Linked DNA regions of Mus musculus: all the other regions are linked to region 2. The links are chromatin contacts, called in public ChIA-PET and Hi-C maps. All regions are on one chromosome and are shown on one strand. Each heading gives the region's core, a stretch centred on a gene start, on an enhancer-like site or on the middle of the called end of the contact. The rest is flanking DNA. Distances are from core to core; before and after follow the strand shown. Region 1 has its middle 62 kb from the start of Gm38404. Region 2 holds the start of Parp11 (poly (ADP-ribose) polymerase family, member 11). Region 3 has its middle 68 kb from the start of Ccnd2. Region 4 has its middle 42 kb from the start of Gm38404.

The links. Hi-C and Micro-C count contacts between places; a contact is called where the count stands out from the background. ChIA-PET counts read pairs in DNA pulled down with a chosen protein or histone mark.
Region 1: a Hi-C map of CD8 T cells shows a contact between it and region 2, with 2.6 times the contacts expected there. The contact joins the enhancer-like site here to the promoter of Parp11 in region 2. A contact is called at or near these places in 10 of 39 promoter capture datasets (the 3T3-L1 cell line, the C10 cell line, the HPC-7 cell line and 6 more), 2 of 15 datasets of contacts at CTCF or cohesin (CD8 T cells and pro-B cells), 13 of 484 Hi-C or Micro-C datasets (B cells, CD4 T cells, CD8 T cells and 6 more), 10 of 115 datasets of contacts at active chromatin or transcription factors (the 230-238 cell line, CD8 T cells, the SCID.adh cell line and 6 more) and 3 of 9 other capture datasets (adipose tissue, liver and macrophages).
Region 3: a contact with region 2 is called in a Hi-C map of cortical neurons, with 2.6 times the contacts expected there. The contact joins the enhancer-like site here to the promoter of Parp11 in region 2. A contact is called at or near these places in 6 of 39 promoter capture datasets (the C10 cell line, the HPC-7 cell line, cranial neural crest and 2 more), 2 of 484 Hi-C or Micro-C datasets (both in cortical neurons), 4 of 115 datasets of contacts at active chromatin or transcription factors (T-cell acute lymphoblastic leukemia, astrocytes, large pre-B cells and 1 more) and 1 of 9 other capture datasets (liver).
Region 4: an RNA polymerase II ChIA-PET map of memory CD8 T cells shows a contact between it and region 2, with 245 read pairs. The contact joins the enhancer-like site here to the promoter of Parp11 in region 2. A contact is called at or near these places in 24 of 39 promoter capture datasets (the 3T3-L1 cell line, 3T3-L1-derived adipocytes, the C10 cell line and 16 more), 4 of 15 datasets of contacts at CTCF or cohesin (CD8 T cells, embryonic stem cells, large pre-B cells and 1 more), 62 of 484 Hi-C or Micro-C datasets (B cells, the C10 cell line, CD4 T cells and 34 more), 18 of 115 datasets of contacts at active chromatin or transcription factors (the 230-238 cell line, astrocytes, bone marrow-derived dendritic cells and 11 more) and 4 of 9 other capture datasets (adipose tissue, embryonic stem cells, liver and 1 more).

What each region holds. Positions count from the first base shown.
Region 1 is chr6:127,244,603-127,247,302 of GRCm38.p6, reverse strand. No RefSeq gene overlaps it. Among named protein-coding and RNA genes, the nearest start is that of Gm38404, 62 kb to the left of the region's middle. Within about 2 kb of position 1,277, at least 150 of the 459 cell types and tissues checked have an H3K27ac peak or open chromatin away from gene starts, as enhancers often do. A contact at or near this core is called in the 230-238 cell line, B cells, CD8 T cells and 15 more, where this site is marked.
Region 2 is chr6:127,452,285-127,454,984 of GRCm38.p6, reverse strand. It overlaps Parp11 (poly (ADP-ribose) polymerase family, member 11), which reads right to left and starts at 1,358. Exons shown (of 9, transcript NM_181402.4): 1 at 1,163-1,358.
Region 3 is chr6:127,217,844-127,220,543 of GRCm38.p6, reverse strand. No RefSeq gene overlaps it. Among named protein-coding and RNA genes, the nearest start is that of Ccnd2, 68 kb to the right of the region's middle. Within about 2 kb of position 1,338, at least 11 of the 459 cell types and tissues checked have an H3K27ac peak or open chromatin away from gene starts, as enhancers often do. A contact at or near this core is called in cortical neurons, where this site is marked.
Region 4 is chr6:127,265,004-127,267,703 of GRCm38.p6, reverse strand. No RefSeq gene overlaps it. Among named protein-coding and RNA genes, the nearest start is that of Gm38404, 42 kb to the left of the region's middle. Within about 2 kb of position 1,418, at least 175 of the 459 cell types and tissues checked have an H3K27ac peak or open chromatin away from gene starts, as enhancers often do. A contact at or near this core is called in the 230-238 cell line, B cells, CD8 T cells and 30 more, where this site is marked.

The DNA.
Region 1 (2,700 bases), core at 28-2,527, 210 kb after region 2:
GACTCCTGGGGCCCTCGTGTGTTGAGAGTCCTACCTATTCCACCTGATGCCTCTGGTGGCTGCCTTATGGTCGGGCTTATCTGAGTGGGCTGTGGAGAGTGCTTGTATACCTAGGGAAAGTTGTATCAAGCATTCAATCCTGCTGAAACTGATGCTTTGTGGATGGAAGTCAGCCATTACCGTTTTCTTCTTGAGCCTACCAATGGTCTACAGCATTGTCCTAAAGGCAGAGGGAGTCTTTCATAAAGATCCTATCTGGGCTGTCTCCTTTGACCCTCCCACTGTGGGCTCACCGTCCACATGTCTGTCCCCGTCAGCACCTCACTAACCTCTGTGAAGGGGTCAGATCTATGGCTAGGGACTCTGAATAGGGAGCCGTATAATTTATTATCCCATCCAAGATTCTCTAGAGTGAAAGGGTCAGCCATTAATTATGTAGACAGCAGGCATAAACCAGGACTTTTCCCAGGCAGAGGGACATGCTGACCACCCTGGCCCTGAGTTTGGAGTCAGACACGCTACCGTTGCGCAATGAGGTCACCTGGCCCTGAGTTTAGGTTTCTACAACTTAGTCCTTGGCCAGCCCAGAGCAAATTTAGCTCTTTGTTTTGAATTCAAATTTCTTTTTCTAAAAAAATAAAAATAAAACAAAAATAAAAAGCCTACCAAGACAAAATGCCCACCTGGAACATGGAGGGTATGAGAGGATCTAAGCCTTCTTAAAAAAACAAAAACAGAAACACAGGAGTTATTGAAGACGGGGGTTCAAAATAAGAGGACACCAAGCTCTGGAGACACTAGACCAGTGGATCAGAGTCACCCTGAGGATTCACAAGTGACCCATAGATATCCCAGCTGACAATCTTGCACTTGGGCCATGGTGAATCCCATGAGAATTATGGGGTAAAGTGCCAGGAACAGAGAATTCCTGCTCGCTCTCACATGGTGGTCTTTCCCTAACCTTCAAGACCAAGCTAACTCTCAGTCACCTCTAAAGACCCAGTATCAGCAGGTACACAGTGCAGTCAGCCAGTGTCTAAGACCCAGCTGGGGCTGTATAGATCCACTCAGACTGGCTTTCATAGCATAGGGGGTCTTGGAGAAGGGCCCAAGCTCACCCAGGTTTGGTGTCAATCCTTGGATTCACTGAGCCCATTCAGGCAGGTTCATCTGTTTACCTCCTGGAGGCCTGGGTGAGAAATCCTGTTAGGGACAGATCTGACTGTTGACTGGTTTCGTCTTGATGGAATGGAAACTGAAAGTGAAAGCCAGCCCACTTCTGCACCTTCTGCCCCAGTAAGCCTGGGGCGTGGCTGCTCCTTCAGAGCCTCACCCTTCCCAGCCCAACTCTGAACCCTTATAAAGCCTGGGTTGAGGGGGGCCCACTGTGCAGTGCCACAGACCTTTGCACGTTCCCTCCCCACACCCCATCCACCCTCCACTGCCTCATAGAAGCCACAGGCAGGAGTCCCTAGGCACTTCTGGAAGAGATGGCACTCCTATGACTAATCTACATTCATTCCTTTTTACAGGACTGACTCTACTAATTAGATAAGAAACAATTATTCTGTTTGGAGAATTGATCCAAGACATAAACAATAGCTAAATATCTGAGTGTGTATTATGTCAATTCTACAACGGCTTACTACCCTTCAAGTTAAAAACATGGAAATGCATTGGAAATGTAATTGAGGAAAATATGTAATAATAATAATAATAATAAAAACAAAACAAAAAACATGGAAATGGTCTGGAGCCCTGACTGCTCTCCTAGAGATCCTGAGTTCGATTCCCAGCAACCACATGGTGGCTCACAACCATCTGTAATGGGATCTGATGCCCTCTTCTGGTGTGTCTGCAGAGGATGACAGTGTATTCACATACATTAAACAAACAAACAGAACACACACACTCCCACAGCTGGGAGATGGCTCAGTGGAAGTAGGCTTGAGGCCCTATGTTCCATACCCAACATCACACATGAGAAACAAATGTCAACAAAAATACAGCTGTGGCCAGATATGGTGGCACAGGCCTCCCAGCAGTAGGGAGGCAGAGGCAGGTGTTGTGTATCTCTGTGAGTTTAAGGTGAGCCTGGTCTACACAGTGGGACTTTGTCTCAAAGAAGGAAGGGAGAGAGGGAGGGAGGGAGGGAGGGAGGGAGGGAGGGAGGGAGGGAGGGAGGGAGGGAGAGATTCCATTTTGTATGTATATTGATGTTTTGCCTACATGTATGTTTGTGCATAACATGCATGCAATGTTCAAAGGCCAGAAGAGTCATCAGGTGTCTTGGTACTATAGTTACAGGTGGTTGTGTGCCACAATGGGTGCTGGGAATCAAAGGATTCCACAGATTCAACACAATCCCCACCAAAATTCCAATGGCATTTTTTTTACAGGACTAGTCAAAACAACCCTAAAGTACACACAGAAACATAAAAGACTCCACATAACCAACAGAGTCTTCCACAGGAAGAACAACTCCTTTGTAACAAAGCAACATGTCTCTGGGATGGAAACAATCATGTAGCCCAGTAGAGGATTCAGAAATAAGCCAGCAGAACTGTGGACTCCCAATGTTTGTCAAAGGAGTCAAAAACATATCAAGGAAAAGTGAACTGCAGCTTCTTTAACAAGCAGAATCCTGGGGACTAGACCCCTCTTACCAAAGTGATTAATTTTGACAGGTACCATCCAGGA
Region 2 (2,700 bases), core at 109-2,608:
GGGGCGGGGCGGCTGGTAAAAACCAACTCCATATTGACATGTAAGAGATGGATACTGATGACACTTAATAGTTAACAGTGAACAGCGTGTATGTATGAACAGCTATCCCAATTTTGCTAAAATCACATCCAAACGTATACTTTCCTCTGCCCTGATCTGATGACAGTATTAGTGTATGAATCAAAACTATCTGGTAACTGTCATGATGGAATGGGATGGAATGGAACTACAATGTGGACTGAATCCCAATTCATGGGCTCATTTCTAATCAGGTACTAACTTTCAGACGTGGGAAAATTTACTGATAGACTTAACTGATAATACACTTAAGTAGGAAGTAGGTTACTGGTTTTGTGAGGGAAAGCAAAAGGGTTACTTCAAGTATTGACTTAGAGGGTTATTGAAGTCAAATTAATGGTTAGCTCAGCTTCTGAGGTAGTTTCACAAACTAAGTCCACAAATTTCTTGAAATGCGATTCTGCCCATCGACCCCGAAGTTTTAAGTTCAGCGTACATTTTTCTCACTATTACATTCCCATAACAAGATCTGAATACTCTTGACAAATAGATCTGAATCCTCATTCATGGCGGGTAGGAGTTTGAATGAACGAACGAATGAATGAACGAACGAACCAATGAATGAAAGCAAGTATTAAAAAAAAATGCCTGCAGACATAAGACCTACTGAAGGCAAACAAAGGATTCCAGATCATTGTTCTAACCACGGAAAGAAAACATTTAAGAACGTCATCCCCTGAAACTCATATAGAGGATCCTCCATGCTCTGTAGCTCCAAAAAGAAGGAGCAACGAGGGTGCGGGGGTCGAAAGGAACTAGCAGGTTCGAAAGCCAGTAACTTCAACTGGAAAGCAGAATACAAAATATAAAATGAGGGAAAAAAGCGAAGACAGAGAAGCCCCCGGAAGTAAAATCAACAATCGGGAAAGGAAAGCAACAGCGTAGAAGCGGCCACCGAACGCTCCCACGGCTCAAAGCTGCGAGTCCACGGCCCGCAGGAGGCCCCCGCGAAGCGGGACAGCCACGACCCCGGAACGCAAACCCCCAGCCTGAGGCACCGCGGGGGCGAGTTCCCGGGAACGCCTCCCCGCCCTTCTCAGGCAACCCCGCCCACTGGGCCCGCCCCGTCCCGCCGGCTACTCACCGGATTCGCTTCCCACATAACGGTGCGAAATCGAGCGGAGAGAGCCTGGGGGAGGGGCTAGCCGTGGGGTCGATATGGTGGGCTTTTTCCGAGGGTCCCCAGGAGCGAAAGGACCGAAAGGCACCCTTTACGGAAGCCTTCCTTCTCCCCCTCCCCGTCACAAGCTGGCGTCTTCGGACCATCGAACCTCCCGACTTCCGCCTGGATCCAGCCAATCAGTGGCGGTCCCGCCCACCGCAAACTCGCTCCGCCTCTATGGCGCCCTTGGAACTTCCGCGCGTGCTGTCGCGGGCCGCCTTTACCTGTGTGGTAAAGCTGTTTGAAGCCGGCCATCATACCCACCACGTGATCGTCAAGCGTGGCAGGCTGCGTTTCCTCCATGCAGAACCTACGTTTATTAAAGATCACCTTATACCGAGTTTAGTGGCCAACCAAGTACTAGGCCTGAGAAGCACAACTCGACCAATGGCTTAAAGGTTAAAGCTTCAAACCTCTTTGTTGTTTGCAACATCCTCGAATTGGAGGTGATGATAGTTCTACCTGAGGGTGTAAATGAGCTTGCTGAAATCAGGTGCTTAGGTGTTTGCAATCTAGAAAATAATAAATAAATAAAGGGAGCTATTGGCCACGTGTCACTGGGCTTGGACGTGAACACTGACCAATATGTTGTCCCTGTCCTCGTGGATTTTAGAATCGACAGAAGAAAGCAAAAAGTAATTTGGAAACGCAAGAATGTAAAAACGTGAAATTTTAGACAGCATGGCAAATATGGAGGTTTCCAAGCAGGTTTACCTGAGTGCCTTGAATGCTAAGGCCTCAAATAGGTTCTTACACCGGTCACAAAAGAGGTACGATGGAAGAATATTCTTAAAGGCAAAGAAGTAGTGTGAGACTATAGGTGTATTTTTAAAAATAGGTCAAAGAATGACCACAGATTCAGAACCTGATTGTTTTTTACATTTTAATATATTTTTCCATTCCCATGTGTATGAATCTATTTCTTCAGACTATAGCATTCCATAGTTTACATGTTACACACATATCTTAAATAATCTACTGTGAGAGACACAAGTTACTATGTAACAAAAATTACTATAATCACTATTTTTGTTCAGACATTCATTAACCTCTTTGGAACGAATTCTTAGAAATGATACTGTTCAATAAGAAATTCTAAAAATTGTTGCCAAATGGTTAACCAGTTGCCCAAATACTTATTGCATAGCATAATTATTTTTTCTTACTACTTTGAAGTACATTTGCTAAATTTGCATGCATATGCATATATACATATATTCCTGAATATTCTTATCTGCTAATCCTCTGCTTATTCCTATGCTTTGCCATGCTATTATAATGTATAGATTCCTAATGTACTTGCTCTTTGATAAGAAATATCTCCTAATTTTCTTTTTCAGTTTTTTTCAAAATAATGAGTTCTCATCCAGAACACACTTCTTCCTGTATTTCAGGCCATGTGTCGGGAGTCGGGCTGGGCTGGGTATATGAACCCAGAACCTCACACATGCTAAACACCT
Region 3 (2,700 bases), core at 89-2,588, 230 kb after region 2:
ACTTGCACACATAAAATAAAAATTCATACTCATGGGCTAGGTGTGGTGGTGTTTAATCCCAGTATTTGGGAGGCAGAGGCAGGCATAACAAAAAGAAAGTACTAAGATGGATACACACACACACACACACACACACACACACACACACGTGCACGTATACTACAAACTTGTATGCATGATCGCCCCCCAACACACACACACACACATACGCACAAAAGACAGACACCTCTTTCCTCCCAGTTTTGAAAGCCAAAAGTCCAAAAGGGAGGTGTGACAGGGATACATCCTCCTGAACCTCTCAGGGAGGGATGCACTATCCTTGTTTCTTCCTGTCTTTGGTGATTTGCTGAGAATCCTCAACCTTGCTCACCTCAGTGAGCTCTCCTCTCCCTCACCAGCTGCACAGCACCCTGCCCTATGCGTCTGTCTCTTCTTCCTCTCTTCTTCTTTCCCAGCTACCAATAGTATTACATTAAGACCACTGGGCTGGAAAGATGCTCAACAGCTAGGATCACATACTGCTCTCTCACGAGACTGGGATTCAATTCCCAGCACCTACAAGATGGTTCACAACCATCTCCAATTCCATTTCTAGGAAATCCAGTGCCCATTTCTGGCCTCTGAGCGCCCCAGGCAAGAATGTGGTGCACAGACATATGTGCAGGCAAACATTCATATGTATAAAATAAATAAATATTAAAAAAAACAACAAAAACCCTACACCAGCAATGGTCTCAGCTAATTCTACCTACAGTCCCCCTACTTGCAAATGGAGTCATGTTCTGAAGTGTTGGGGGTCAAGACATACACATCCTTTGCTTCTTATGCATTTAATAAAGGGATCTCTGCAAGAAGGAAGCAGAGGCAGGTGTGGTCTACAAACGGGAGGTGTGGTCATTCCCTTACGCCCACTCACTACAGTGTTGTCTTTGCTGTGCTTTCCGAGTTGCTCACTTTCATTCTTTCTCAACAGGAATCCCTGCGAAGTAAGTCATTTCCATGTGTACTCAGTAAAACCCGAATTCAGCAAAATGTCTGCTCTCATCAATTCCGAGTATTTTACCAACACCCAGGCAAGAGATCTCCGTTCTTTGAATATTACCCCAGTCCAATAATAGAGCATAAAATACCATCATCCCTTGGTCAGGGATGCGGAGACTGAGGCTCAGAACGAGTATGTGGCAAACGCTCACACGACTCTCCCACGCCCAGAATTTGGCTCCAGAGGGATTTCACGTCTCATGACAAAGCAAGCACATTTTCATTATGTTCACATTATAGAACCATGTGTTCATCGTAAGTGCTTTCGGAGGAGGGAGAATGAGATGTGGGGGAAATGGTCCAGAGTCTCTGCCCCATCCCAGATACTTCCAGGCTGATCCCCTCCCAGGGGCCCCCTCCTTCTCTCTGACGTCTGCTCTCAACATTTTCTCTCAAATGTGTGCATCTCTGACTATTTTTAGTGCTTGTTTTTTATTTACATAAAGAGAATCTCCTCCTCCAAGTTGCTTTGGTACTGACATTTTCCACTTAACAACACCCTGGAGATTTTTTTCCCCATGTCAGCAATGTTCATACCCATCCTGAATGTTACAGAACAACAGAAGGACCCGTTTCTGTTGCTGCTGCCGGGTGTCCCTCCTGACCCGCACCTGTGCTCCAGCTAGCCTGTGGATTTTCAATTTCCCCCCTTTCTCTGTTTCTTTCTTTTTTTCTTTTTGGTGGGGGATGGGTAGGAGAGGTTTGGGGCTTGAATTTACAACCTTCCGCTTGCTAGACACACATTCTACCATTGAGCTGTGCCATCGGCTCCACAGTTTATGCTGATTTGGAACAAGGCCCTGAGTTCTAAAAGGTATGGGCTTCTCCCTTTCATCTCGATCGCTGTCCAGTGTTTCGGAACACAGACCTGCTGTGGCTGAGGAGATGGCTCCATGGGTAGAACCGCCTGTAAAGTGCAGGCATGAGGACCTGAGTTCGAATCTCTAGCACCACATAAAAAGCTGTGGCTGGTGTCTGTGATCCCTGGGCTGGGACAACAGAGACCGGAGAATCCCTGGAGCTTGCCGGACAGCCTAGTCTAATGCATGAAGCCAGATCCCAGTAAGAGATTTTATTTCAGAACACAAGGTGGACTGTCACTGTCATGTAATCCTGTGCTTCTGCTGCTGTCCTTTAAAGGTGAAATGCTCTCCACAGGTTCAGGTGTCTGAACGCTTTGTCCCAGCTAGCGGCTGTTTGTGGGATGTTGTGGAACCTTTAGGAGGTGGGACATGGCTGGAGGAAATCAGTCATCCTGGCATGGAGCCTTAGGGACTTATGGCTCCTGGCTTCCTGTATCAGCATCTGCTTCTTTTCTGGCTCCACTACAGTGGACTGAAATCTTCAGAGCCATAAACCAAAATGGGCCTTTTGTCCCCTGTCATTCTGTCGGGCGTTTTGTCACAGTCTTGATAAAAAGTTTCATAACTCATACCAGTACTCTTGGGTCTTCAACCTGCCCAACAGGACAGTCCCCAGCAGATGAGACCTTCCATAAGACCGTCTGCCCCCAGGAGAGACACCCAGGATTCATCCTGCCCTGCAGTGGGATCCCTCAAAGGAGGCCCAGCTCTCTAGATCTCTCCATACACCCCTCTGTCACTACAGACACCCCTCTAGGACAGTGGCTTTTCACCTAGATAATGCTAAACAAATCTC
Region 4 (2,700 bases), core at 169-2,668, 190 kb after region 2:
CTTTGGGAAGACTCCTGGTCTGAAAGTAGGGAAGAATTCTAGAGGTCTTTTCAGCCATGCCCCTGCCTCCTGGAATGTCTACAACTCATCTGATGTGAAGCCCAGGGAGTCTGTGTAACAAACTAAGCATTCAGGAGGGGACAAGAACCTGGTGGCCTTTTCATTTTCCACTACAAGGGGCTACAGAAGAGAAGGCAGGGAAAGGAGAAAAAAACCTCTCCCTACCAGTCTCTTCTTCTTCCTTTGTTTCCAAGTCAGGGGTCATGTCTGCCCTACCTGTCACTGTCTTCATCCTGTGAGGACTGTCATCCTGACAGACTCTGTATTCCCCGAGGAGGCAAGCCTCTAGGCACACCTGGGAGGGATTTCCTAGATTGGGCTAGCCTCATGCTCTGTGAGCCACTCTCTTCATTAGATTGAGGTGGGAAGACTCACCCTGAATATGGGTGTCACCGTCCCCTGGCCTGGGTCCTGGGCTGAATAAAAAGGAGATATCAAGCCAAACACAACGTTCATCTGGCTTCCTGCTCTCTGACTCTGCCGGTACAATGTGATCAGTTGCCTCAAGCTTCCGACTCCCCTGCCCTGATGGATTGCACCCTGCAACTGTGAGCCAAAGTCTTTCCTTCCTTCCTTAAATTGCTTTTGTCGGGGTATTTTGTCATAGCAGCAGAACGGTAACTAGCACGCCCCCTACTGGCCACAAATCTATAACACCCACCGCTGCTGGAAGCCATCATTCTCTCTCAATAGTGGCAACTGCTCTGCTGGCGGCCAGCATCACTCTGCCTTAGAAACCGAATCTTTCACTTTGGGCCATTCAGTGTTTGCAGTAACTCCGCTCTGGGAGTGTTTTATGATTGTCCCTTCAACAAGCAGAAAACTGCGGACCAGCAAAATAAGACAAAGCCCTCCAGCTTGCTTTCCCACTACATAGACATACAGGCACCCCTTGGAATGATTTCCACAGGGAAATTTCGAGGAACCCAGGCACCCTCTGCTACCTCCTGATGAACAGGAGGGGCACACTGGCAGGCCACAGCACAGTGAACTGCCCCAACACCCCATGGGAAGGGCCGTGAGGTGTTCCCTCCAGAATGTTGACTGTCATTTCCCCTGGCTTAATTGCAAGGCAGGCATTAACGGACCCAGAGAGTCAGCGTCCTTCACAGTCGCCTGCAGAAGCGCTGGAATTTCTGAGCTTCCTCAGAGATGAGCAAGGTCCTGGGGAAAAGGGCTGGGGAGGGGGGGAGGCGCGGGGAGTCCAGGGGCCAGTGCCCCTCAGGTCGGTATTCCGGAAACATCCCGGTCACTTTGGATTCGGCAGCGCAGGAAGGAAGGTTCTTGTTAGCGCCCAGTTTCCTGTGGGCAGGAGGATGATCTCAAACAGCTCCCAGCGCCTGGGCCGGCAGCCAGCTGTCTTGGATGGTCAGAAGGTGAAATTTGAATGCTGGTGAATGGGAGAGCGGAAGTTCAGCAAGACTGAGCTGAGCCCCATTCATGAAAAAGATCTAGTCTCACTTCCTTATTGCCAGGAGTCGTGTGTGTGTGTGTGTGTGTGTGTGTGTGTGTGTGTGTGTGTGTGTGTGTGTGTGTGTGTGTGTTGTCTGCTCATGGGAGAGCGAACAACTACTTTCTGTCTCATTTCTTCCCCAGACTCCCACTCTTCCTTTTTTTTTTTTTTTTCCTGTCTCAAAATACGAAGCTTATCCTCAGGAAACTGCCAAAAAATGTGTAGCTGGTCTGTGGTTTGCCAAAAAAACGAAAGAAAAAAAAAAGATAAATTCATGCAAAAAGCAGCATCCCACTTCCCCAAGCCTGCGAGCTCTCCCTTCTCTGAGTCTGTCTCTGTCTGTCTTTCAGTCTCTCCACTCTCTGTGTCTCTGTCTTTCTCTTCTCTTCTCTTCTCTTCTCCTTCTCCTTCTCCTTCTCCTTCTCCTTCTCCTTCTCCTTCTCCTTCTCCTTCTCCTTCTCCTTCTCCTTCTCCTTCTTCTTCTCTCTCTCTCTCTCTCTCTCTCTCTCTCTCTCTCTCTCTCTCTCTCTCTCTCTCTCTCTTCCTCTCCTTGTGGTCCTCTATTCCAGCCCCTCCTAGCTTAGAGTGGTAAAATTAACCCCTAGGGGGTGCTGGACTGTGAACTACGGTAAAGGCTGACCCCAGGGAACCATTCTGAAGCTAAACATGGGCTTTCTCTGGGTAAAAGTTCATGGCCATACAAGGCTCTGGGAGGCCCACCGTGAGCAGCCAAGCACCCAGTCAGCCACACTTACTCCCAGAATCACTGGAACCTTGCAGCCATTTGGGTAAGAGCATGATGACCCCAAAGTCCTCGAAAGGGCGAGAGAGAGAGAGAGAGAGAGAGAGAGAGAGAGAGAGAGAGAGAGAGAGAAACAGAGAGAGGGCGATGTGAAACTCCCATACTTGTCTCTTGGGTCTCAGTCAAGAAATGCTTAGTGAGCATCCCTAACTTCACAGCAACGTTGGAGGTGGTGCACCTGCCACCACCGTTGAGGGCACTTCTTGGGCATAGCAGGTGGAAGGGCACTACGGTACTTTCCCCACCTGTAGCCAACGTTCTTTGTTGTTGACACCCCAAGAAACCTCAGTCTTGTTGATCCTGTGCCTTTATGACAATTCTCACTCATGACAACCTCTCAGGGAGTGTGGAAAGGGATGCTATGAGTACTAATATCTTCAGTCCA